Linked DNA regions of Mus musculus: all the other regions are linked to region 4. A link is a contact called in public HiChIP or PLAC-seq and promoter capture Hi-C data. All regions are on one chromosome and are shown on one strand. The core of a region is the stretch at or near the end of the contact, and the rest is flanking DNA. Distances in the headings are between cores, read along the strand shown.

The links. Promoter capture Hi-C pulls out the DNA fragments that hold promoters and counts their contacts. HiChIP or PLAC-seq counts read pairs in DNA pulled down with a chosen protein or histone mark.
Region 1: a promoter capture Hi-C map of pre-B cells shows a contact between it and region 4, with 4 times the contacts expected there. The contact joins the promoter of Nckipsd here to the promoter of Epm2aip1 in region 4. A contact is called at or near these places in 2 of 39 promoter capture datasets (liver and pre-B cells).
Region 2: a contact with region 4 is called in an H3K27ac HiChIP or PLAC-seq map of thymic regulatory T cells, with 7 times the contacts expected there. The contact joins the promoter of Uqcrc1 here to the promoter of Epm2aip1 in region 4. A contact is called at or near these places in 1 of 39 promoter capture datasets (pre-B cells), 1 of 115 datasets of contacts at active chromatin or transcription factors (thymic regulatory T cells) and 1 of 9 other capture datasets (liver).
Region 3: a contact with region 4 is called in a promoter capture Hi-C map of stem cell-derived epiblast-like cells, with 6 times the contacts expected there. The contact joins the enhancer-like site here to the promoter of Epm2aip1 in region 4. A contact is called at or near these places in 12 of 39 promoter capture datasets (the 3T3-L1 cell line, 3T3-L1-derived adipocytes, cranial neural crest and 8 more), 2 of 484 Hi-C or Micro-C datasets (the G1E-ER4 cell line and Th1 cells) and 13 of 115 datasets of contacts at active chromatin or transcription factors (the 230-238 cell line, astrocytes, bone marrow-derived dendritic cells and 9 more).
Region 5: a contact with region 4 is called in a promoter capture Hi-C map of liver, with 7 times the contacts expected there. The contact joins the promoter of Pdcd6ip here to the promoter of Epm2aip1 in region 4. A contact is called at or near these places in 16 of 39 promoter capture datasets (the 3T3-L1 cell line, 3T3-L1-derived adipocytes, the C10 cell line and 12 more), 1 of 484 Hi-C or Micro-C datasets (B cells), 17 of 115 datasets of contacts at active chromatin or transcription factors (SST interneurons, astrocytes, bone marrow-derived dendritic cells and 11 more) and 2 of 9 other capture datasets (adipose tissue and liver).
Region 6: a promoter capture Hi-C map of second pharyngeal arch cranial neural crest shows a contact between it and region 4, with 9 times the contacts expected there. The contact joins the enhancer-like site here to the promoter of Epm2aip1 in region 4. A contact is called at or near these places in 4 of 39 promoter capture datasets (the 3T3-L1 cell line, cranial neural crest, hippocampal neurons and 1 more) and 4 of 115 datasets of contacts at active chromatin or transcription factors (astrocytes, embryonic forebrain, large pre-B cells and 1 more).
Region 7: a contact with region 4 is called in an H3K27ac HiChIP or PLAC-seq map of acute myeloid leukemia, with 9 times the contacts expected there. The contact joins the enhancer-like site here to the promoter of Epm2aip1 in region 4. A contact is called at or near these places in 7 of 39 promoter capture datasets (cranial neural crest, embryonic stem cells, frontonasal cranial neural crest and 4 more) and 3 of 115 datasets of contacts at active chromatin or transcription factors (acute myeloid leukemia, embryonic forebrain and large pre-B cells).

The regions. Positions count from the first base shown.
Region 1 is chr9:108,806,960-108,809,659 of GRCm38.p6, reverse strand. Nckipsd (NCK interacting protein with SH3 domain) reads right to left here and starts at 1,280. Exons shown (of 13, transcript NM_030729.4): 1 at 1,006-1,280. The coding sequence starts at 1,176.
Region 2 is chr9:108,935,359-108,938,058 of GRCm38.p6, reverse strand. Uqcrc1 (ubiquinol-cytochrome c reductase core protein 1) reads right to left here and starts at 1,411. Exons shown (of 13, transcript NM_025407.2): 1 at 1,272-1,411; 2 at 903-1,043. The coding sequence starts at 1,340.
Region 3 is chr9:113,669,200-113,671,899 of GRCm38.p6, reverse strand. Pdcd6ip (programmed cell death 6 interacting protein) reads left to right here. Exons shown (of 18, transcript NM_011052.2): 12 at 1-143. Among named protein-coding and RNA genes, the nearest start is that of Gm36745, 27 kb to the right of the region's middle. Within about 2 kb of position 1,404, at least 25 of the 459 cell types and tissues checked have an H3K27ac peak or open chromatin away from gene starts, as enhancers often do. A contact at or near this core is called in embryonic stem cells and stem cell-derived epiblast-like cells, where this site is marked.
Region 4 is chr9:111,270,564-111,273,263 of GRCm38.p6, reverse strand. It overlaps Epm2aip1 (EPM2A (laforin) interacting protein 1), which reads right to left and starts at 1,419. Exons shown (of 1, transcript NM_175266.4): 1 at 1-1,419. The coding sequence starts at 1,303. It overlaps Mlh1 (mutL homolog 1), which reads left to right and starts at 1,656. Exons shown (of 19, transcript NM_026810.2): 1 at 1,656-1,855. The coding sequence starts at 1,740.
Region 5 is chr9:113,706,836-113,709,535 of GRCm38.p6, reverse strand. Pdcd6ip (programmed cell death 6 interacting protein) reads left to right here and starts at 1,277. Exons shown (of 18, transcript NM_011052.2): 1 at 1,277-1,637. The coding sequence starts at 1,429.
Region 6 is chr9:113,633,944-113,636,643 of GRCm38.p6, reverse strand. Gm36745 (a long non-coding RNA gene) reads left to right here. Exons shown (of 5, transcript XR_379913.3): 5 at 1-807. Among named protein-coding and RNA genes, the nearest start is that of Gm36745, 8.3 kb to the left of the region's middle. Within about 2 kb of position 1,448, at least 5 of the 459 cell types and tissues checked have an H3K27ac peak or open chromatin away from gene starts, as enhancers often do. A contact at or near this core is called in second pharyngeal arch cranial neural crest, where this site is marked.
Region 7 is chr9:113,725,892-113,728,591 of GRCm38.p6, reverse strand. The region is part of intron 2 of Gm38623 (a long non-coding RNA gene); the gene reads right to left. Among named protein-coding and RNA genes, the nearest start is that of Gm38623, 8.0 kb to the right of the region's middle. Within about 2 kb of position 1,396, at least 30 of the 459 cell types and tissues checked have an H3K27ac peak or open chromatin away from gene starts, as enhancers often do. A contact at or near this core is called in acute myeloid leukemia, where this site is marked.

The sequences.
Region 1 (2,700 bases), core at 31-2,530, 2.5 Mb after region 4:
TTTCTGTCCTTAACTGGGCTGGGACAGGATGTTTCCATAGCTAGGGACTATGAGTCTGGAATAGCCCAGACTGCCCTGGGTCCCCTTCCTCCTGCAGTCAGAATAGGCTAGCTGGAGACACTGCAGCAGGACTACTCTTGAGCAAACAGGAACTGGAGCAGGCTCCACTGGAAGGGGACCAGGCCATCTTCAGAACGGGAAACCATGAAGGAGGCTCACTTCCTCACAGTGTGGACAGCTCCCATTCCAGGATGGAGCGCCCAGATTTCAGAGGAAGGAAACCAGAGAAGTCAGGAGTGGAGGCTTGGGAGAAGTGGGGGCTGTGCCAGGGAACCTTGTCTATCAGCAGGGGCCAGGGGCCTTGGTTCCTGAAGGGTTGGGGAATTGTCCTTGGGGAGAGCTTGATAGGTGGGCGGGTTCGGGATACAGAGATACTACAGGAATTGGGACTCGCATAAGGGACAGGAATGCCTGTGGCTCTGGGGTCCAAGTGTGTGGGTGGGGTGGGGACTAAGAACCTGGAGGGTGGTTGAGGAAACAGGTGGTGTATGAGGTGGCACAGTCAGTGGTGGGCACGGTGATCTTTACAGTTAAAGGTGGAGGCTACAGATTGATGGGAGATGGGCATCCTAGGGATTCAGGAAAGGGGAACGAATAGGGTTTGGAGGTCTAAGGGACTTGGATAATGAATGGACTGGAAGTCTCTGGATCCAGCTCGAGAATTCAATGCAGATGGAGGCTCTGATTATCGATGACAGAGAGTCCCTGTTCCAGAATTAAGCTTTTCACGGGCCTGCGGTTAAATGTCAAAGGCCTAGTCTCGGGTGGGTGTTGACGGCCCTTCCGGAGGGGTCTCAGTCCTTACGGCTCTTGGGACTTAAGGTCAGAGTCTCAACCTCCTTGTCTGGTAGAAGTCCCGAAGAATCTGACTGAGCTTCCTGGATCGGTTCTGCGTGCTGGTGAAGGGGTTCGGTCGAGAGGCCTGGGACGGAGGGACACACTCACCTGCAGGCGATGCAGGTAGGCAGGCGGCACGTACCCGGTCTCGCCACTGCGCGCCCGTGCTGCTAACCACCAGTGCGTGCTGCTGCGCTCCAGCACCAGGAAGGTCTCGCCTGCAGCGAACGCCATGGCGTTCGGCTCCGCGGAGCGGAACGCATACAGCGCGCGGTACATGAGGCCGGGCCGGGCCGGGCCGCGAAGCGCCGGGGCTGGGTACGCGACGAAGGTTGCGGTGCCGGGAAGCCAGGCCCTGAGTGCCGCGCCGCCCGGCGCTTGCCCCGCCCCGCCCCGTGACACGCCGCGCGTGCGCATGCGCGACCGCCGGAACCCCGCCCCAGGAGCGAGTCGGCTCCAGTATTGGAGCGCCGCGCCCCCTCGCGGCCGAGAGAGGTTTGGCGGGGCGGGGTGGGAGTCTCCAGTTCCTTCAGGCCTCAGACTCCAGTCAGCTGACTTAGGGTCCTAACTCCCTCTCCCTGGCTTTCCTCCTCCTTTCCCAGCTCAGGTGCAAGCGCTGCGTTCCTTCCCACCTCCTGATGAAGGATGCTTATAGCCAGTGCGTCCCTGGGGACGGGGATATGGTGTTTTGCTTTGAGGAATCCTGATCAGACATTTGGAAGTTCTTTCTGGGGAGGGGTCTCCCCAGCGCATCTAGGCCTCACAGTGCCTTAGTACAAAGTCCCTACTCTGTCGCTGAGGTGGTGGACAAGTGTGGAGGGCAAGGGACAAAACCAGGTTGTACTGTCCAGAATGCATCTTTGCTACCCACCACATATACACTCCCTTCATATATACTGGCTTCTTTCCTATCTTGAGTCTTGCATCTGTTCTATTTGAACACTCCCTTCTGGACCACGCCCCAACTTGTCAATGACTATCCTTTTGCCATTTTTGTTGTTACAAAAGGATTTAAGTCTATGACCTAAGGTCATATTTACTCATAACGAATCAAACTGCGTGTATACATGCATCTCCTGTTTTAAAAGGCTGTCTGTTACCAACCCTGTCCTGCCCCAACATCACAAATGGCACTGGGGAAAAAAAATGGTTAGGGCAGAAGGCTGATAGGGTAGGGACTGAACACATGAGGTTTAAAAAGCATGTTTTGAGTTCTGAATGGTGGCATGATCCCAGCATCCAGGAGGCAGAGCTGTAGAAAGCCAAGATCAAGACCAGCCTGGGCTTCATAGTAAGAATCCGTCTCAAAGAAAGAAAAAGCATCCCTGACCTTCAGTTTAATATTCAGCCTAGCCATCCACATCTTTGAAATCCTTGGCATCCCTCGGTCGTAGTGAAGAAGGCCTAAAGGATCCTTGCATACTCTCCACTAATCTAAGGAGCACAGGATATACACACCATCAGACAATGTTCCAAGGCAAGGTCTCACTGTGTAGTTTTGGCTGTTCTGGAACCATGTAGACCAGGCTGGCCTTAAATCCAATGATCCATCTGCCTTTGCCTCCCAAATGCTGGGACTTAGGGCAGGTGCCACCACACCTGGCTTTTTCCCCCTAAAGACAAGGTCACACTAGCAGCACCAACTGGCCTGAAACTAACAGCAATCCAACTCCCTCTGCCTGAGTACTTAGATGAGCCAGACTACACCTAGACTTCGCTAATCTATTTTTAGGCATGGTGGAGGTAGGCCCAGTGGGATGTGGGGAGCTGCCAGAAGGCTCAGCCAAGACAAGAACTTGATAT
Region 2 (2,700 bases), core at 162-2,661, 2.3 Mb after region 4:
AGACTGTGTAGGGTTAGGAACCGCTCTTCCACAGGACCCAGGTTCAATTCCCAGCACCCTCACGGTGGCTCACAACCACCTGTAACTCCAGTTCTGTTTTTTTTTTTTTAGATTTGTTTATTTATTTATTTATTTATTATATGTAAGTACACTGTAGCTGTCTTCAGACGCACCAGAAGAGGGCATCAGATCTCATTACGGGTGGTTGTGAGCCACCATGTGGTTGCTGGGATTTGAACTCCGGACCTTCGGAAGAGCAGTCGGGTGCTCTTACCCACTGAGCCATCTCACCAGCCCTCTGGGGGTTCTAATATCCTTTTCCAACCTCCAAGGGCATTATGTACAGACATGGTGCACATACACACATGTAAGCCACTCGTGTAGGTAAAAGTAAGACCGGCTTAGACACACTAGTCTCCACCCCTCAGAGTATTGGTGTTAGACCTAAATCACAACACTGAGGACTCCAAATTCAGATACCCATGTTTGAGTACCAAGCTCTTTACCCACTGGGCCATCTTCCCCGTCCTTCAGAGGCATTTCTTGAAGTGTATTCCTGGCTACGTCTACAAATTACATAGCCTAGGTGGTGAGTCTAACAGACCTGGATGTCTTTCTGTAAATAACCTAAAGTCTGTGAAATCTCATTCTTTTTCGTGGCAAGAGAATAATCTCTTCTCTCGGGGAGGTAGAACGAAAAGCTGGAGGAGAGAATTCGGCCCCGTCTTTGGCAAGCACCATAATGTTGGCTGCCGGGTTAAGGCAGGGTTGAAGTCAGGTACAGGGATAAGCCCCGGCAGTAAGCCAGTCTCCACCCAAAACATGTAAGACTGGAGCCCAAGGTCACATCCCAACCTGGGACAACACGGCGGGCCTCACCTAGAGGACTGGCGCACACTTACCGTGCAGGTAGCATGCGAGGACTGCTCCGAGGCCACACGCAGCCCGTTGTCCAAGATGCTGACCTGGGTCTCCGGCACGCTCTGGAGGGCCTGGGCGAAGGTTGCGGTACCCCGCAAGGCAGGTAACCTCAGCAGGGCCGGCTAAAGGGAGAAGGCGACCATTGCAAGAACTGCTCGCCAAGCCTCTGGGACCTCGGCTCTCAAACCCAAGCCAGAGCAGATAACCATCCCCGCCCTCCGCCATGACCTTCCCACGGCCCTGACCCCCGCGACCTCCCCACTCCGACCCGCCACTGCTGAGACAGCCTGCTCCTCATCTGTGTACGAAAGCCCTGGGCCCTGCAGCCCAACGTCTCACTGCCACCTCACCGAGCGGCGGGTGCGAAGTAGCACTTGCGTCCCGGAGCAGGCCGCTCGGCAGACTGCGGACGCCGCCATCTTCTAACTTCCGTCAGTGTAGAGCCGCGCTGCGCATGCGCAGAGCGGAGTCTGAGGCGCAAGCGCTGTAAGGAAGACTTGGTGCTCAGTCGCCCCCTGTTGGGCAGCAAGTACGTTAGCAAGAATTGATCGCATGTAGTCATTTGGTCCGTGTGCCTCTAGGATCTTCGGGACATTTATCAACCTGCGAGGGAGGGGCCCTTCATCTGGTCCCATCTGAGACAGGTTCTATTCATCACCTTCTTCCACCTGAGGGAGGCGGTATGCAACTGTGGGAGATGCATTGTACGCCAGCAGCAGCTCTGAAACCTGGAGGGCAGTGGCTAGGCACAATTGAGCCCAAGGGCTAAAGCACTTGCCTGTCTGTGCAAGAAGGTGTCCACTAAAGTTAGTTTAAAAGAATAAAATATGCTTAAATGGTTGACTTGAAAGACGTTTAATAATATATTGCCAAATATATAGCACTTGGGAAATGGAGACACAGAAGAATCAGGAGTTCAAGGACATCCTCCTCTCTTGTGTAAGGAGTTCAAAACTACCCTGGGTTGTGTAAGACAGTGTCTCCAAAACGTAAGAAAAAAAACGTGTGTATGAAAAGAGGAACAATGTAGAGGTAATTTGTGGAATAGGGCTCCTTGTTTGGAATAAAATAACTAAGCAAAAAAGTTTTTTCTATTTTGTGATTATTTCAAAACTTTTTGTTTACTTTTTTTCTTAATTTTTTATTATTTAAATGCATTTTATACATCAAACATATTAATAATGTTGAGTACTTTGAGAATCAAATAATCCATAAATTTTTTTCAACTTTTATATTCATATCCTTTCATACCCTAAAATATCATTAATGAATATTTAATACTATCCATAACTGAGGATCCTATATCTAATGTTGAATACTAAATTGTTTCAAAACATGCAAAATATTCTTTGGGAGTTAAGCATAGTAAAAGAGCATAAAATATTAAAAATTAATCATTAAGAAATATATTCATGAGTTCGAGGCCAGCCTGGTCTACAAAGTGAGTTCCAGGACAGCCAGGGCTACACAGAGAAACCCTGTTTCAACAAAACAAAACAATAAAAAATGAGTTACAGGGACAAAGTTTGGAGTAGAGACTAAAGGAATGACCATCCAGAGACTGCCCCACCTGGGGATCCATCCCATAAACAACCACCAAACCCAGACACGATTGCGGATGCCAACAAGAGCTTGCTGGCAGGAGCCTGATAACGCTGTCTCCTGAAAGGCTCTCCCAGTGCTTGACAAATACAGAAGTGGATGCTCACAGCCATCTATTGGATGCGAAGCACAGGGTCCCCAATGAAGGAGCTGGAGAAAGGACCCAAGGAGCTGAAG
Region 3 (2,700 bases), core at 155-2,654, 2.4 Mb before region 4:
ATAAAGCTGTGCAAGCGGATGGACAGGTGAAGGAGCGCTACCAGTCCCATCGAGACACCATCGCACTTCTGTGTAAGCCGGAGCCAGAGCTGAATGCTGCCATCCCCTCTGCTAACCCAGCAAAGACCATGCAGGGCAGCGAGGTGAGAAGGGAGAACGTGACATGGGGAGTCCTGTGTTCATGGGACTCTGTTCAAGTTGCTACGTAGAGACTGCCAGAGTCTTACTGCCAACTCAGCCGAAGGGGCTTGGGGTGCAGCTTCATGGAAGGCCACTTGTTTAGCTTGCACCAGGCTTGGGGTTTGAGTCCAAGTACCACACATTCTTGTATGCTCACAGACAGACACATAAACACATACAGAAGTAAATCGGGGTTGTTATATCAAAACTAGCATTCTATACATTGAGTGATAGTGGAGTTATTGATTAATGTCCTGTTGGAATTTTCATTTGTTGAGTTACTTTTGTGAGCTGGTACTTCATATGCTAACAGTGTTTAACTCAGATGTTGTAAAAGGGAAGCTTAGAAAGGACAGAAACTTCCCTTGGGGTGAAGAAGATGGGAGCCTTCCAACTTTAGTTTCTTTGTTCTTCATGATTTTCTTTGTATTCCACATGGTTTGAAGGGAAGATTGGCAAGGTGTGCATGTTAGTAAATGGACAGCATCAGGATGATATTTCTAATGATGGCAGGAGAGCGAACCCACAGAGCCTCTCATTAGGGAAGTCTTAGAGAGGAGAGAAAATGCAGGCAGAATGTGGTGGTGGCTGCTGTAAGGTCAGTTGTATTACATTAGAGGCTCCCTGCTGCCTAGGAAGTAAGTCCAGGCAAGTAAGAAACAGTGTATTGAAAAGGTACATTTCCAGGCACAATAGATTTCTAAAGTTGTTAATACTCTTCTTTATTTCTCTTTGTATAGAATAATTATATATATTCTAGCAAGACTTACTTCGTGAGTACTTACTGTGTTAAGTACTTTGTAAAATTAGCAAATGAATATAACCTTTCTTTATCTCAGCTTGTTGTCCAGTGTGGAACCTTTGTCATGTACAAAGATGACAATGATTGGTTACAAGTTTATAAACTCAGCAGGAAAAGCATCGGGGTTGCTGTTCGGATTTAGACAGTAGTGTGGGGCACCACTTTGGGAGTCTTCTTGGGAAACTGGTATACTGTGAGAACAGAGGGAGAATACATGAGCACAGCTGAGGTTCCTCATGGCCTCAGCTGTGTTCATGTATTGAGTGCACTGGTAGAGGGTGTGGAGGGCAGAGCAGGTCCCGGGCAGCACTCAACAGCAGGAGAGCTGCAGAGCAGTGTGTCTAAGGGATCCAGGGCTACAGGATGGGTGGACCAGGAATGCCAGCTACATGCCTGGATCTGGTCAGAACACGAGGATGTGAAGAGCAAGGAATCTAAACACGAGAATAGCCCCAGGGAACAGCAACAGGATCCCTAACCCCTGCCCTGCAGGGCTGAGGATTAAACCAGGGCCTGGTGCATATTATATGGGCATTCTACCACTGAGCTGTGTCCCCAGCTTACTCCCAACCCCCCTTTTCAGAGACAAAGCCTTTCTACATGCCCAAGCAAGCCTTTAACCTGAAACATTCCTATGTCTGTCCTGGCAGAGCAGGGGATTGAATAGCTGGGTAAGCATGCTATTACAGAGCTGCATCTCCAGCCCTTGGCACGTTTCTTTTTTGTTTTTTGTTTTTTTAATTTTAGAGAAAGATAGCTGTGGGACACATCTTTCTTATTCTTTTTGGTCTCTTCTATTTTCTTTCCCCGCTGGGGATTGAAACCAAAGGTTTGTTAGGTTCTACAGTCCCAGACCATTGGTGTCTTATTGATAAATTTATATGGATTGATTTCTCTTTCATGGAAAAGCAAAAATCATTTATGCTAAGCAAAATCAGAACTAGTAAGCCATTATTTTTTTGTAAATTTATTAATTTAAATTAACAGAGGCTTTTTGATAATCTGTAATGCCATTGCACACAGAGGTAAAGTCTTTTTTTGGGGTGGGGGTGTGTTTCAAGACAGGGTTTCTCTGTGTAGCCCTGGGTGCCCTGGAACTCACTCTGTAAACCAGGCTGGCCTCGAACTCAGAAATCCTCCTGCCTCTGCCTCCCGAGTGCTGGGATTAAAGGCGTGCGCCACCACGCCCGGCACTAGAGGTAAAATCTTTTATAATCAACACTAAGTTATTGTATTGAAGCTGGATTTCCTGACAGGTACAAAGAAAATGTTCAGCACGCTGTGCTTATGTATCATGAGCCTCTGTTAATTTAGAAGACATCATATGTTATCAAAGCTGATTCAAACTTTTACCGTAAACTTTGATGATCGTTTTCCCAGAGTGTTCATGGTAAAACATTGCTGTCTGACAGCCAGGCATGGTGTGCATGACTGGGTAGAGACTTGTGAGATCTCTGAGTTCGAGGTTAACCGGGTCTGCATAGTGAGATCCAGGTTAGCCAGGCTGCATGATGAGACTCTGTCTTAAATATATGTGTTTCTTGTTCTTTTTCTTTGGCTCGCTTTTCTTTTGTTTGTTTATTTTGACTTATTCCAGTTTGTTTTTGTTTTATTTTATTACTTTTCATTAGATGCCTGTGCTTCTAAGGAGAGATAGGAAGGGCATGGATCTGGGTGGATAGGGAGATGGAGAGAAATCAGGAGGAGTTGGGGGAAGG
Region 4 (2,700 bases), core at 170-2,669:
AGTCTGTTAGATTTACTTCCTCCATATGTCTCTGAAGTGAACTCAGCTTACCCTCAAAGGTGCAGATGCGTTCAAAGGCAGCAGCAGCAAAGACTTTACTGATCTGCAGTTCTTCACTGATCTCTCGAAGATAGTCCATAATATCTACCAAGAAACCAAAATCACAAAGCCACTGCTTGTCTGAGAAATGAACTGTTGTTGCCCCCACTGAGACCAAGAACGCCTCGATTTCTTTTCTTAGTGAAAATATTAGTTTTAACGTTTTGCCTCTTCTCAGCCAGTTGTTCAAACACCGTCCGTTAACTCTTTCACCATGCTCTGACTCAGACTCAGTTAGTAGAGGCTGAAACTCCGGTCGCCTAACACCTCTGGTCTTAATCATAACTACCCATTCAGATATGGTATTTATGATCTGATTAATATCAACATCATAAGAACTCAACAGTTCCAAGTGAAGAAATCCCGAATAGTGGATTACGTTCCAACAGTTGGGACTCACGGCCTTCTCTCTCATGTAGGAGACCAGTCCGGAGTTCTCGCCGATCATCCTTAAAGTGTGGGTCGTGGTCAGTCCAACCATTCGCTGTAAGCTGAGCCCTGCTGTCTGCAGGGCTTCCAGAATTGCCGACATGAGAGCCCCAACACTGAAGTGATGAGTCAGGTTGATAATCGTCAGAAGATCTTCTTGCACCTCCAGGTCGCGGCCGACGCCACGGATGAAGACCAGCAGGTAGTTCTCATAGGCCACAAAAGCCTGGTCATCCAAAGCAAGGGAATAGGCCTTAAAGTCCCTGGCTCGGTTAAACAGCTGGCTGCGGAGGTTGCTGTCAATGCTCAGAATCCTCTGCCGTGTGATCTCTGGAGACAAGTCAATGCCTTCCAGGACGCCGACGTGATCCGGCAGCACCTCTCTCAGCAACACCTCCATGCACTGGTGTACGAAGTCACCCTCACCCCAGCCGCGACCCTTCAAGGCCAAGAAGCGGCAGAGGCCGAGGCCTGCCCGGGTCGCTCTCTCCTCCGGAGTGAGCACGGCGGCCAAAGACATGTCACCCTGCCGCAGACGCTCGACCAGGGCCGCGCGTTCCTCGTCCCCTACAAACCGCTCGTAGAATTCGTGCTCGGCCTCGTAGTGGCGCCTCACGTCGCGTTCCCGAGTAGAGGCGACCAGGCGGCGACACACCAGGCACAGGGCCCCGTCACCCTCCGCAGGCTCCACCACCAGGTATCGCTGGGTCCACTCGGGCCGGAACACCAGAGCCTCGTCGACTTCCATCCTAATCCTCTTGGGCGTCATCCACATTCTGCGGAGGCCACAGGAGAACGCCGAGCTCTGAGGCCGCAGCAAACGGGGAGGAGCCCGACGAACGCCAAGCACCCCCTGGGTTCTGCGCCAGATCACCCGAGCAGGGGTGCACCAGCCTCCGCCAGGGCACCTCCGTTCCTATTGGCTGGAGATTTCGTATTCCCTCAGCTCTCAGAAATGAGCCAATAGGAAGAGCGGACCGTGAACTTTGACGCGCAAGCGCGTTGCCTTCTAGCCTGGTGTCGGGCCGCTGTTTAGAGCGGGACAGAGATCCCAGGAACTGACGTGTAAAAGCGCTTGACTGGCATTCATGCTGCCCAATCAGCACTTGCCGCTGGGAAGACGGCGCAGGACTGCAGTCGGCCGAAGCTGAAGGAAGAACTTGAGCGTGAGGAGCTCGAGTGATTGGCTGACTGGGAACTCGGGCGCCAATATGGCGTTTGTAGCAGGAGTTATTCGGCGTCTGGACGAGACGGTAGTGAACCGCATAGCGGCGGGGGAAGTCATTCAGCGGCCGGCCAATGCTATCAAAGAGATGATAGAAAACTGGTACGGAGGGAGCGGAGCCGAGTTCCCCGACTGAGAGCCGGGGCGGGCCGACCCACCTGCTGCAGTCGGCCACCGTGCGGGGCACCGAGCACGGGGACCGTGGGGGCATCGGGCACAGGGACCCTGCGCGTGCCAGGCTGGTTTCCCATTATGCACACGGCCGAAGGTCCTCACGACTTGCGCGAGACCTGTTTGGGTCGCAAGTAGGGGAAGCACGCGTGGTATTGGTTTAATGGTATCTTCCTGGAGTATGCGGCTCGCCGCCACGTTACATACAACGAAGATGCGCGGCTGACGATGTGTGAATGTGTAAGGGTGGAAGAGAAACAGTCTTCAGAGTGTGCCATTTTAGGTTTATCATTCATTCCCGGAATAATCCCTACACATCCAAGGCACAGTTTCTTCTGAGTTTTATTCAGACGTATCAGGACATGGGGCTTTTTTTCTGACTCTCCTCTTGTCAAATTAGTGAGTGACCCTAGTCTGAGACTTAGACCTGCATCTGAGACTTAGACCCGTCAGGTTGTGGAGGGGAGAAGTTAAACGTGTACTGTTTAACCTTTAATAGGCACAGTGAATAGTATACCCCAAAGTAGACACACCACCAAATAAGTTCAAAAAGGACACTGTGTACATAAGGACTTTGTGTTAATATCAGTTGATGGTTGTGAAAGCCAAAGAAGACAAATGTTCAGAAGTGCACTGAAAAGACAAAGCATTCAGAACGATGACACTGAGATAAATGACCTCAGGCCCTCTTTGGGGTCCAAAGACCTTTATGCAGGAGTCACCTAAGACCATCGTGAAATTCTGATATTTACATTACAATTCAGAGCAATAGCAAA
Region 5 (2,700 bases), core at 28-2,527, 2.4 Mb before region 4:
CCCACCTGAGTTCCACCCCTGAGACCCACGTGGTAGAAGGGACTGATTCCAGAAGTTGACCTCTGACCTCTGAGTACTCCCCAATAAATAAACCATAATAAAAATAAACAGTAAAAATACCAGACTTGTCTTCTGGGAGGCCTTCAAGAAACATTCTATGTATGTGCGCGTGAGGGCTGGCCCCAGAGGAGGCCCCAAGAGGGTGATGGGTCGCCTTGAGTTACAGGTGTTGAGTGTGTTCCTAAAGAGGCTACTGGGAACCCAGGTCGGCCTCTCACTCAGGCAGAGCAGCAAACAGTCTTTAACTGCTAATCTATTTCCCCAGTTACCCAGGGAGGCCTTTGTAAAAAATATAAAAAAAATTGCTTAAGTACGACTGATTGTACTAAATAGATTCTAGACACTGACTACAAGTTTCATAATGATTTGTGGTGTCACTCTTCAACTTCCTTTCATTCTAGTCTCTACTTCCCTTTTAAGTTCTGGATATGGGATACTCGTGCTTTAGGTCTGGGGCCTCTTCCCACTTAAGTCTCTCCACCCGTGCTCTCTTTTAATGTCAAATTGCGAGTATTCTTTTAAATTCATCTTCTGGGAGGATGTTTCTTAAATTATCTTGCTTATGCTATGTTCTTCTAAGAGATCTCTTTTTACGTACCTTACTACCGACTGTGTCCTTACCTGGAAGACTGCACGAAGGCAGGGACTTTTTCTACTTTTGCCCTGGGGGGTGGGGGTGGGGGTAAGGCTGCACACACAATGGACCTTCAACCGCACATCACAATACTCCCCAGGGTCTGGTCTCATAGGAGAAAGCATAACAAAGGAGCATTTCACCACCGGGCAGAATATATTGACCTATAAAATTAATTTTTGTAATAAAAAAGGAAAAATACAATCAATTAAAAATATTTTAAAAAGAAAAATAGAGCAGAATCTAAGGAGAATTTAAAATCTTCTTGAGCCGGGTGGTAGTGGCGTATGCCTTTAATCCCAGCATTGGGGAGGCATAGGCAGGAAGATCTCCGCGAGTTCGAGGCCGGCTTGGACTACAAGTCAGTTCCAAGATAGCCAGGGCTACACAGAGAAACCCAGTCTCGAACAAAACAACCAAACCAAACCAAAATAACCAAAAGAATCTTTTTGAAAATTTAATCATCGCAGTAGGCTACCGCCTGATCCCACCACGCAGGCGCCGCACAGGCGAGCCCAGGTGAGCGACGCTTTGGTGGCACCATCACGTGACCGAGCGGCGCGCCCCTCCGACTGCGCCTGCGCGGGGGCTCCCGGAAGTGGCCAGCTCGAAGCGCTGGCGGCCCAGTCCGTCGGCCCGTCGGTCCGCTCCTCCGCTGCCGGTGCCGAGCGCGCCTAGGCCGTGGTCGCTGTCCCTCCGTCTGTGCGGCCCGACGCGGCGGCCGGGCGCTCACCATGGCGTCGTTCATCTGGGTGCAGCTGAAGAAGACCTCGGAGGTGGACCTGGCCAAGCCGCTGGTGAAGTTCATCCAGCAGACGTACCCGAGCGGCGGCGAGGAGCAGGCCCAGTACTGCCGTGCGGCCGAGGAGCTCAGCAAACTGCGGCGCTCGGCGCTCGGTCGCCCGCTGGACAAGCATGAGGGCGCCCTGGAGACGTTGCTGAGGTGGGCCCGGGCGGCGGGGCTCCCTCCCAGCCTCCCTTCCTGTCCCCGCTCCCCTCCCCAGCCTCGCTTCCTCCTCCCTTCATAGCCTTTTCCTCTCCCCCGCGCCTGGCCTCCACTCTGACTCAGGCCAGCAGCGTAGGTGTGGTCAGCATTCTTTCCTGGTGAGAGGACTCATAACCCTGTCCTCCCTTCCGAGTGCCTTCTGTCACCGAGGCTCCTTACCTGGGAGGACGTCTGCCGTGTAATGATCTCTCTGGTTACAGCCGTTTGACCGGTTTTCACTTTTTGGGTGTTACAACTGGAGTCTCCCTTTTACAATCCCTGTTTGTGACTTTATTGGACCACGTCTAGATTTCCTAATAATAGTTACGAAAGGGAAGGGAGAGAATTTGGACACTAAACCAAATGTCGGTGACTTATTATATTGTTCACTTGAAGTAAGTCATCTCATGTTCCAATAATCAAGTGACAGACTGACAGTTGTAAAAGTTAGGAGCTACAGTCGTTTGAAAGAAAACTTGAATGACATAGTAGACCGCTGAGACTGGTTACTTAAAAATCTTTTGACACGGGCGTATGCACGTATGGAATACCCTGGTCCTTTTTGCAATTGGTGACAACCCAGGTACTTGATAATGATAACATTTCCGTGATACCTTATGATCCAATTTCTGGTAATATGATCTTGTTTCATGCAAGGGACGCTGGTGGATTAGGGTGGGAACAGAGCTGTCCAGAGACACCCCTTAGTTTTGGCATCATCTTGCTCCCGTGATGTTTCCTGCATGTGTTGCCAGATGGCCACTAGCAGCCCTTACCGTAGTTAGAATGGCTCCCAGCACTGAGTAGACTTTATCTGTTGACAGAGTGAGGAGCCAGATTTCAAACAGTTCTCTCACGAGAGTTTTAGAGTGGATTTGCTTTAAAGTGCCCGAGTTTTGTAAAACTGTAAGGAACGTCTGCGAGTGCTGGGGTTAGTCACACAGTGCTTGTCTGCGGGTGGTATATGTGGCCTGTGTATCCAGCGGCTGTCTCAAGTGCTTGATGCACATTGTATCATCCG
Region 6 (2,700 bases), core at 199-2,698, 2.4 Mb before region 4:
AAAGGCTTGGCAGCAAGAATAAAAAAGCTTGAGGCTTACGGAAGATTTAGAACTTTACTCAATTCAAGAAGCTTCAGAAATGGAAATGTGGACATAATATCAGAAACCATGGAAATTAAAAAAAAAAAAACAAACCATCAGGTCCTACTACAAAAGTTTTATACCCAGCTAAACTGGAAACTCTGGATGAAAGGAAGCTTCAATCTATGATCTGGGGATCCCTCGGTGCCCCATGGAGCGCCCTGGAGGACCCAACACGGGAAGAAGAAGGAGGAACACTGGGCAGAACTCAGAAGCCCTGGCTTGCTGGAGCGTCTGTTAACTTTATATAATGGGACCAATCTGCAATATCGTTTTTAAAACTTTTGATGCAGTGTCTTCTGTAGCCCAGGCTGGTCTTGAACTTGCAACAGAGTTGACAATCACCTTGAACTTCTGATCTTCTTACTCTCACCTCCTGCATGCTCCAATTATGGTTAGGCACCGTCACAAACGGTCTCTGAAGTGCAGGGGATTGAACCCAGGACTTCACGTACTCTGCCCACCAAGCCACATGCCGGGCCCTCTGCACCATCACTTGGAGGATTCTGATGCTCAGATATTTCCGCACACTCTTCAGTTGAGTTCTCCTCTCTTAGGTCAAAGGTAACCTTAGCACAAAGAGATCGGTGGGGGCAGAGGTGGGGCTTGAGCTCAGGTCATATGTAAAGTCTTCCTTCCTTCCTTCCTTCCTTCCTCCCTCCCTCCCTCCTTCTCTCTCTCTCTCTCTTCCTCCCTCCCTCTCTTCTTCCTTCCTTCCTTCCTCCCTTCCTCTCTCTCTCTCTTCCTCCCTCCCTCTCTTCTTCCTTTCTTCCTTCCTTCCTTCCTTCCTTCTTTCCTTCCTCTCTCTCTTCTCTTTCTCTCTCTCTCTTTCTTTCTTTCTTTCTTTCTTTCTTTCTTTCTTTCTTTCTTTCTTTCTTTCTTGTTTATGAAAATACTTACACAGCCATACATGCTACCATTTTTGCAAATATGTAAGGTACCATGCTTATCCATGATTTGTGGTTTTTTGTTTTGTTTTGTTTTGTTAATTTGCATGCCCCAGCTATGAGTTTTATTTGCTACAAAAACTGTTTGGAATGTTTATCATTTGGAGTTTGAAATTCTTCTTATTTTTTATAACTTAAGAAGCACAAGGTAAATTGAACAAGCCTATGAAGACGTTCAGAGTTTTTTTTTTTCTCCACACACAGAGAATTGAACCCCTAAAGAAAATGTCCTAATGGGGTTAATAAAGGCCAGCATTCCTCAGAGAACTGGGAAATTAATCTGCCGGTTCAAACCTCGGAGGGGTTAATGGAAAGTGTAAGGCAACCGTTGTGCATATTGAAGTGTCTATAAATAGCTCAAAGCCCTGAACTGCCTTCCGAAGCTGCCAGAGCTTTCTTATTAACTCAGCAGCTGCGTGCCACACTAGGATGAGACCTGAATTCATTCCAGGTGCATCCAGGAGACCCCTGCAGTACCTCTCAGCCATGACCAAAGAGAGAGGTGCGGGGGCAGATGGCAGGTTGCTCGGTTATGAGTGATACACAAGATCCTCTTACAGTGAGTGCTGGTGTGTGTGTGTGAGTGTGTGTGTGTGTGTGAGTGTGTGTGTGTGTGTGTGTGAGTGTGTGTGAGTGTGTGTGTGTGTGTGTGTGTGTTTAAGGGAGAGGGGAGAGTTTGTTAGAGTATAAAGCTTACCTGGAGGTTAGAATCTTCTTATTTATTCACCATGTGTGTGTGTTTGTGTGCGCATGCGTGTGCACATGCACGTGGAAGCCAGAGGAAAAGATGAGGCATTGCTCATACTATTTGATGCAGATTCTTCACTGACCTAGAACTTTCCAAATAGGCTATGCTCACTTGCTAGCCAGTCCCAGCGATCCACCTGTCTCAGGCTCTCCAGCAATGAGATTTTGAGTGTGTGCCATGATGGCTTCTCCCATCTCTTGTAGATCAAACTCAGGTCCTCACGATTGTGAGTCAAACACTTCCTTGGCAGAGTCTTCTCCTAGTCACACATCCTTCATATTTTCTTCATAGCAGGATCTTTCGGAGCAGGCCATGGAAGACTTACAAACCTTAAATACTGACAGCTTCCAGCCCCTCGATTTTCATGACAGGAGTCCTCCCTCCCAAGGAGGGCAGGTAACCTGACGGAAACCATGACTCCAAAGAGAACATGGGTTATCCTTGCTATATCCGGTAGCTACCCTTCCTCTACATCTCTGAGGTGTCCTGTCTTACCTGGTATTTGTCACTTCTGCTGCCCTGGGATTCCCTAGATAGCAGGATTATCTCATTTGATTTGAATGCCCAGTACTTGGCAAAGGATCTTGGCACGGGGTAGGTGCTCAGTAAACTTTTGTAAGCAAATTGACTGATTGAAAGAGAGCTTTTTTGGAGAGATTATCCAAGAGCCATTTTTTTTTTCCTACAGAGAGACAGGAGAGGCCATAAGAAGATATTTATTTATTTATTTATTTATTTATTTATTTTTGAGATAAGGTATCACCATGTAGAACAGTCTGGCCTTGAATTCACAGAGACCCAACTGCCTCTCAAGTGCTGGGATTAAAGGTGTGTGCTCCACCATTCTTGGTGGGAAGAAGTTTTGAACAGAAGCCAGGAGACAATGGTGCCTCACATCTATTATGGCGGCTGTCTTCTATGAAC
Region 7 (2,700 bases), core at 147-2,646, 2.5 Mb before region 4:
CCCTTCTTCCACAAAGATGGAGCCTAACAAGCAAGCGTTTTCACACACACACATACACACACACACACATACACACACACACATATACACACACACATATACATACATACACACACACACACACACACACACACACACACACACACACATATATATATATATATATATATATATATATATATATATATATATATATATATAATGTTGGGGGACACTTGTTTGCCATATTGTCTGTGTGAAGGCCAAAGGACATCATTGAGACATTGAAAATTGGTTCTCCCTTTCCATGATGGAGGTTTTAGGGTTATAGGTTTTGAACTCAGGTTGTCAGTTTTGGCAGCAAGCTCCTTTACCCACTGAGCCATCCCCATGGCCCTAGGTATGTACTTTACCATTGGACTATATACCCCCAGACATATTTGAGCTTTTATCCCTACTTGCAACCAATATAATGCTTGACTAATGTAATCATAATGATCAAATGACACCTTTTAAAATGCGGTTAAAATAAAAATGAATATTAGCTGTCTCTCAAGTCTAATGAAAAGAAAATATTGGGGAAAATTAAATGTGTGGGTTATGATGAGGAATAATATTTTTAAATAATTTCTTAATTTTTATTTTATGTACATTGGTGTTTTGCCTGCATGTGTGAGGGGTTGGATCCGCTGGAACAGAAGTTACAATTGTGAGTGGCCATGTGGTTGCTGGGAATTGAATCTAGGTCCTTTGGAAGAGCAGTCAGTGCTCTCAAACGCTGAGCCATCTCTTCAGCCCTGAGGAATAATTTTAAAATAGTAAAACCTCTCAGACAATGAAAAAGTAATGAACAAAATTTGAAAAAAAAAAATTCTTTTTAGTATTTGTAGAACTGGCCTCTCACCCAAAGCGGTCTGGACACCCAGTCCGAAAAAGCAGGTATATCCTAAGACTTTGGGAAAGGCAGCGACAACCCGTACTTCTGAGCTTCACCAAACCTAGGAATAAAATGAAATTCCATTTTCATTATCTCAATCGGAGCTGTAAGGCGTGGCGTATGTAACCTGCCAGTGCTCACAAGTGCCCAGCTGCTTCTCAGAGTTTCCAGGCGTGGCCTCATGCCGGGAACAAGGTGGACTTGCTCTTAGCCCACCATCAGCCTCCTTGGCCATGTGGGTTGCGCAAGGACTCACCCAAGCCAATCCCCTGTGCTGCCTGGGTAATGCACGTTCAGGGGAGATAGAGTCTCCCCAAGTGCATATTAACTTGATCACGGAATGCCTCCCCCAGAACCTCCCTCCCTACTCCTCACTTACGTGTTTAAATAGAGTCTTTAATCGATGGGGCTGGTCTAGAATGTTGTTAGGAGGCTGGCCCTACACAGAGGAAGTGGGTCTGTAGGGGTAGGCCTCGAGGCTCGGGAGCTTGGCCCACTTCCTGTTCTGCTTCTGGACTTGTAGGCCACCTATTTTTGCTGTCATGCCTTCCACGGCACGATGGATAGGGTTCTTTTTTCCTCTCTTTTAAAGAAAGATGTATGTCTACATGGTACATACGTGTATCACATGTCTGTCCAGTACCCACGGAGGCCAGAAGAAGGCATTACATTCCCAGGAACCACATCCAGTGAGTGCTGGGTGCTAAATCCAGCCTGGTCCTCTGGAAAAGCAATCAATACTCTTAACTCCTGAGCCATCCAGACACAATCTTTAAAAATTTAAGGATTATTCTATACAGGCATACTTAAAGGCCCATCTCCCAGGTGATTCTAGATCCTGACAAGTTGATATAGTAATTCTAACCATCACTTCTAGTGTTTTGGAGGTGGAGGCTTGAGCGTCAGGGGTTCAACCTTATCTCTGACTGCATGGGGAGTTCAAAGCTAGCCTGGGTTATATGGACTGCATGGGGAGTTCAAAGCTAACCTGGGTTATATGAGATCCTGGAGGCAGTTGGCACATGCTTCAGGAGGTAGAGGCAGGAGGATCTCTGTGAGTTCAAGGCCAACCTGGGCCACACAGAGAAACCCTGTCTTGAAAAACAAACAAACAAACAAACAAAAACAGACAACTAGTAGGTTTTATCCAAGGACACAATAAGCCAATTGAAGCCAAATTTGAGAGGATAAAGGCAGGTTTATTGGGAGGCAGCTCTCAGGTGGGTTCCCAGTCTCACAGGGGGAGGACAGTGAAGCCATGTACCCAGGCTAAGCACGGCCTTTTTATAGCTGCTTAGGTGAGGAATGATGACGTGTCTGCTAGGAGCTGGGATTATGCCCATATATGGTCAAAAACTGAGTCTTTGGCCAGGCACACTTGGACTGGTCATGGAAACTCAGAGCCAATGGGTGATGACGTGTTAGCACAGTTTTTTCTCTGTGTGGGTGGGGTTGAGTGAAGAAAAGGGGGGGGGGGCAAGAGTGTACCTAGCTTGTGCAGGGGTTACAGCTAAACAACAACAAAGAGTCCATTGTACCATTGATATTATCTATATTTTATTCTTTTCTTTGGTATTCTTTCTTACTCTTTTTTTTTTTTTGCGGGGGGTGGGGGGCAGTTTGAGACAGGGTTTCTCTGTATAGTCCTGGCTGTCCTGGAACTCACTCTGTAGACCAGGCTGTCCTCGAACTCAGAAATCCACCTACCTCTGCCTCCATAGTGCTGGGATTAAAGACATGTGCCACCACTGTCTGGCCTTTCTTAATCTTCTTAAAGCCAAAAT